2 separate regions of the Mus musculus genome follow, and region 1 is linked to region 2. The links are chromatin contacts, called in public promoter capture Hi-C maps. All regions are on one chromosome and are shown on one strand. Each heading gives the region's core, a stretch centred on a gene start, on an enhancer-like site or on the middle of the called end of the contact. The rest is flanking DNA. Distances are from core to core; before and after follow the strand shown. Region 1 overlaps Ccdc12 (coiled-coil domain containing 12). Region 2 overlaps Setd2 (SET domain containing 2).

What was found. Capture Hi-C pulls out chosen DNA fragments and counts their contacts.
Region 1: a contact with region 2 is called in a promoter capture Hi-C map of adipose tissue. The contact joins two enhancer-like sites. A contact is called at or near these places in 14 of 39 promoter capture datasets (the 3T3-L1 cell line, 3T3-L1-derived adipocytes, the C10 cell line and 10 more), 2 of 15 datasets of contacts at CTCF or cohesin (large pre-B cells and pro-B cells), 1 of 484 Hi-C or Micro-C datasets (bone marrow-derived macrophages), 8 of 115 datasets of contacts at active chromatin or transcription factors (the HPC-7 cell line, bone marrow-derived macrophages, embryonic stem cells and 2 more) and 3 of 9 other capture datasets (adipose tissue, liver and pancreatic islet).

What each region holds. Positions count from the first base shown.
Region 1 is chr9:110,708,560-110,711,259 of GRCm38.p6, forward strand. Ccdc12 (coiled-coil domain containing 12) reads left to right here. Exons shown (of 7, transcript NM_028312.3): 4 at 1,335-1,396; 5 at 1,568-1,602; 6 at 2,527-2,603; 7 at 2,692-2,700. Among named protein-coding and RNA genes, the nearest start is that of Gm35775, 32 kb to the right of the region's middle. Within about 2 kb of position 1,407, at least 207 of the 459 cell types and tissues checked have an H3K27ac peak or open chromatin away from gene starts, as enhancers often do. A contact at or near this core is called in adipose tissue, where this site is marked.
Region 2 is chr9:110,601,377-110,604,076 of GRCm38.p6, forward strand. It overlaps Setd2 (SET domain containing 2), which reads left to right. Exons shown (of 21, transcript NM_001081340.2): 17 at 747-886. Among named protein-coding and RNA genes, the nearest start is that of Nradd, 22 kb to the right of the region's middle. Within about 2 kb of position 1,360, at least 4 of the 459 cell types and tissues checked have an H3K27ac peak or open chromatin away from gene starts, as enhancers often do. A contact at or near this core is called in adipose tissue, where this site is marked.

The DNA of each region.
Region 1 (2,700 bases), core at 157-2,656, 110 kb after region 2:
TCGCCCTCAGAGAAGAGCTACAGGGCCAGAGACAGGGCCTCCGAGGCATTCACACACCTTCTCAGGGACCATAAAAGGGCCAGGAGCACAGGAAGGAGGCCCTTGCACCTGCCATCCTGAAGGGGCCACAGGCCCTCAGGGCATGAGGAGCAGAAGTGACCTGAGGCACTTGGGCAGCAAGGCAAGGAAGGAGTCAGCAGCAACACAGAGGCCAGAGAGAGCCCTGCCCAGGCTTCCCCACTGCCTAGTCAAAGGGTGAGAGCCCCAGGATGAAGAGAGACCCTCCTGGTCCAGGAGCAGGGTCATCCATCCTCTGTTCTGAAGGATCTGGCTTTGTTTGGTTTTAAGGCAGGGTCTCACTGGAGCTCACTGTGTAGACCGGCCTGGCCTTGAGCTCACAGAGACCCACCTGCCACAGCCTCCCAAGTATTAGGATTAATGGCATGTGCTACCGTGCCTATCTAAAAATCTTAGGTTTTAATTTTTTTTTTTAAAGAATGTATTTATTTTATGTTAGTACATGTCACTGTCTTCAGACACACCATAAGAAGGCATCAGGTCACATTCCAGATGGTTTTGAGTCACCATGTGGTTGCTGGGAATTGAACTCAGGACCAACGGAAGAAGAGTCAGTGCTCTTAACCTCTGAGCCATCTCTCCAGCCCCAGTTTTTAATTTTGATACCAGCTTTTCTTTGTACAAGTAATGAATGAATAAATACCTTATCATAGTTCAGCAGTTGCCCAGTTGTTTCTTGCTAATCCTCTCCCCACCCTGTGGAGCAGCGGCAGGGTCGGGCAAGGACGTCCCACAGGCTGTAGGAGGGGGATGAGAAACTGGCCATTGTCCTATACAAGGAGGCCACCAGGACTCAAGTGTGGCAGAAGAAAGGAAGGTCACAGGGACACATCCCTCGTGACAGGTCTGAAGGCTGTCCACACTGTTGGTCCCCAGAAGGGGACACTCAGAGACCTAGGGTCATGGTGGAGGCGGGAGGTGCCTGTTGTAAGTCTGATGTGGGATGGAAGGAATGATAAGACACCCAGACTCCAGCCATGCCAGACCTGGAGGAGATTCCTAGGGCCTTCACTTTAATGCCACACTCCCCATATACACAGCCACCTCCCATTTCACATCTGGACACCTTGTCCACTCCAGCTATAGCCTGTTCTGTCCCTTTCTGGGCTCTGGGGTCTGCCTTCAACCTAGGAAACTAGACTTGTCTTCCAGAGTTACTGCTGAGTGGGGTCCCTGCTCCTCCCTGGGGCCCCTTAGGTTGTTCTCTCTGGAGTGGCAGCTTCCACATTGCAGGCCTGTGTTCTTTCGCCCTCTAGTGGAGGAGAAGGTGAAGGAGCAGCTGGAGGCAGCCAAGCCAGAGCCTGTCATTGAGGAAGTGGTGAGTCCCTGGGAGGCCCCTCCCTGCTGGGGCTGCTTCCTTCTCTGACTGTCTCTGTTCCCACCCTACTGCCTTCCTGGCCTGCCGACATTTTTCTGCCTCTGTGCCCTGGCTCTCCGCTCCCCCTGAGGCTGGGCCTTGGCCCTGATGAGTTGTCTCCTTTCTCCCTAGGACCTGGCCAACCTGGCACCCCGGAAACCTGATTGGTGAGTGTTGGGGGGTGGGGGTGATAGTGTTTGGTGCATGTCACAGGCCTCAGCTGGGAGGACAGCCAAGGGACAGGTAGGGACGAGCACTGCAAGCCCAGCTCTGCCCAAGAGAGTCAGGGCTAAGGGCTAAGTAAGGCATGGGTGATGGCTGAGAGTAAAGCGCTGAAGAGGGCCGAGGGATGAAAGAGCAGCCATCCTTTCAAGCCTCTTCTGTAGGGGTGAAAAGTCCCCTGCTCTGGGCCATCTGAGTAGTGTCCCCTTTGTGCTCGGGATACTACAGGGAAGAAAGCAGATGGACAGTCAGATAGGGCTTACGTCTCTGTTTTAACTGTAAAGTAGGGAACCCAATCTCTTCAAGCCCAGAAGCCTGGAAGCCCCTCTGAAAATGGGTGAGGGAAGGTGCTGTAGGCTGTAGGCATATCTCTCGGTGCCTTGTCCCAGAGGTCAGGGCTGTTTTCTGGTACCTGCAGATCTGTGGTTACAGATCTACCACAGTGCTTTAATTTGATGAAGCAGGCATGAGGTGTGTGCTGTAGGAACTGCAGCGCCAGAGAACTCGGGCCGAATTTAGGAATTCTGGAAGCCCCAGGAGTGGGGGTCGGAGGCTGTGGCAAGAGGTGGAATAGGGCTGGCAGTTGGCCACGGCAAGTTCCTCTCCGATGCCGACTTAGTGGGGACATAACAGGAGGATCCCAAGGAGCCAGCCACCATGTGTCTCAGTGTCCGCCTTGACTGGGTCTGTGGTACACATCCCCTTATCTCAGTGGAGCTGGGAAGAATGATGGGTCTTGGGGTCCAGAAGAGCAGAGCAGGCAGCATCTCAGGCAGCTGAGGATATAAATATCAAAGCACTGCAGGAGGATCTCAGGGCCACACCACGAAAGCCCTTAGCTTCTCAGTTTCCCCTCTTTCCTGTTCCAGGGATCTCAAGAGAGATGTGGCCAAGAAGCTAGAGAAGCTAGAAAAGCGGACCCAGAGAGCCATCGCGGAGCTGATCCGTAAGTGCCGGCTGCCCCGTGGGCTGGGTCCTGCCCTCAGGACAGTGGCTTCAGCACAGCCCTTTCCACTTGTTTGCTCTCCATCCAGGTGAGCGGC
Region 2 (2,700 bases), core at 110-2,609:
AAGTGTAGCATTGCTGGAGAGACGACTTGGTGGTTAAGGTGTAGTTAAGAAAAAAACAATAGCTGAAAATTATTTCTGAAAAGTAGAGTAGGTTGAATGTTACCATTCTGCCGTCCAGGTCTGTTTATGTATGTCTGTGTCTAGTACCACAGAGATTACAAGGCGGCATCAGATCCCCCGGGGACTGGGCATCAAACCCGGTTTTTCTACAAGAAAAGCAAGTGCTCTTAGCCACTGTGCTCTAATACGGAGTTTTGTATGCTGTTAGCAGTGACTTTTTTTTGTCAATGCTAGTTGGTTTGTTTGTATTGAAGCTGGTAGATGTTGATCTAAATGACCGGTTGTTAGATATTTTTATGGCTTAGGGAGTTCCCTAAGGATCTTCATATGTATTATCTTTTCTTTTTTTTTTTTAAAGATTTATTTATTTATTATATGGAAGTACATTGTAGCTGTCTTCAGACACTCCAGAAGAGGGAGTCAGATCTCGTTACGGATGGTTGTGAGCCACCATGTGGTTGCTGGGATTTGAACTCTGGACCTTCGGAAGAGCAGTCGGGTGCTCTTACCCACTGAGCCATCTCACCAGCCCCATATGTATTATCTTGTTAACTATTTCCCATAGCATACCTTTCCTTTACCTTTTTTGAGGAAAATTAGATGTTTTATTGCTTAAGTAGGCACTTTGCCCTGTTACGTATTGAAAGGAATATCACTGATCAAAAATGTATTTATATATTTTTTAGCCTGAAATGGTTGTAACAAATAATCTACTGGACCTGCCACCACCCTCCCCTCCAAAACCAAAAACGATTGTTTTACCTCCCAACTGGAAGACAGCCCGAGACCCTGAGGGGAAGATCTACTACTACCACGTGATCACAAGGTAAGGGGTCTCGCGGGGCATGCCGCGTCTGCTGTTACTTGGGCAGCTATGCTGCCAGCTGACGTTTGATATTTATTGGCTTCTCACTGATCTAAAGTTGGACTGCTGAATTTCTAAAATCCCATGTGGGTAAGGAAGTAGGGGTGCCAGGTCACATGAGTTTGAGGGGTTTATAAAGCACAGCTACTCAAGGTCAGCCTGTGGTGGTTTTCCTCAGGAATCATCCACTGTGTTCTGTTTGCAGTTGAGGCTTGCTGATTGAGCTCTCTTGGGAGTCATCAGGCTCCAGATACTCACTCATATCTACCTTTTATTTTTCCCAGTGCTGGTATTACAAGCATGTCACAGACCGGTTTTTTATGAGGTTTCATGGGATTAAACTCAGCTTCTCTTGCTTATGCCCTGAATACTTTGCCAACTGAGCCATCTCCCTGTGTGTGCCCTTTGTTTCATTTTGAAATAGATCCATGTAGCCCAGATTGGCTTTGAATGCCTGATCATCCTCTCTGTCTGTCTCTCAAGTGCTGGGACTAGAAGTGTGCACTGCCATGCCCAGCTTCAGAGTCACATCTGAAAGTGCATGCCAGACCTTAGATTATGCCCTTTTAAAGTATGCTTTGGTATATCTACTCCATTGCATTTATTTAGAGTGAATGTATGCATGCCCAGTGTACTATGTCATACACGTAGATGTCAGAGGACAACTTGGAAAAGTTTATTTTTTAATATTATTTTGTGTGCATTGGTGTTTTGTCTGTGTGTATATCTGTGTGACGGTGTCAGATCTCCTGGAACTGGAGTTACAAACAGCTGTGAGTTGCCATGTGGGTGCTGGGAATTGAACCTGGAGCCTCTGGAAGAGCAATGAGTGCACTTAGTCGAAAAGCCATCTCTGTAGCCCTGCACCTGTTTGGTTTTGGTTTTTTGTTTGGTTGGTGGCTTGGTGGGTTGGTTGGGTTTTTGTTTCTTTTTTTTTTAAATGTGAGTTGCAAGGACTGAAGTCAGGTGGTTGGACTGGTTTGAAAGTGATTTTATCCACCAAGCTATCCTCACAGCTTGAGTTTTACTATTTTAACTATGATTCTCTATGATAGCTGGCTTCAGAGTCTTGGCTGAGAATACCTGACTACAAGTCTAGCTTTAAAAAAAAAAAAAAAAAAAAAGCCAGGTGTGGTGGTACATGCCTTTAATCCCAGCACTTGGAAAGGAAGTGAAGGCGGGTTGTCTTCATAGAGAGTTTCAGTACAGCCCAGGCTATATAGGGAGCCTCTGTCTTTAATAGTCTTTATTTATTTATTTATTTTTTATTTTGCTTCAGGTACACAATAGGTATAGTGGTTACTGGGTTTTTTTGTCTGCTCTGGGTACTTTTCTTTTTTTTTTTTCGAGACAGGGTTTCTCTGTGTAGCCCTGGATGTCCTGGAACTCACTCTGTAAACCAGGCTGGCCTGTCTCTGCCTCCTGAGTGCTGGGATTAAAGGCATGCACCACCACTGCCTGGCTCTGTGTACTTTTTAAACCCAGGGCATATTTGCGCCATTTGAAAAGCAGAGATGGGCTGGAGAGATGGCTCAGTGGTTAAGAGTACTGACTGCTCTTCCAGAGGTCCTGAGTTCAATTCCCAGCAACCACATAGTGGCTCACAACCATCTGTAATGAGATCTGACTCCCTCTTTTGGAGTGTCTGAATATATCTCTAGGCTAGAGCCATTGCTGAGGAGAAGCTATCAGAATATATCTCAATCTGACACTTCTGACTTATCTGTGTCCTGTTGTATATTACGTTTTCTAAGCTCTGTGCCAGGGCTGTCTGT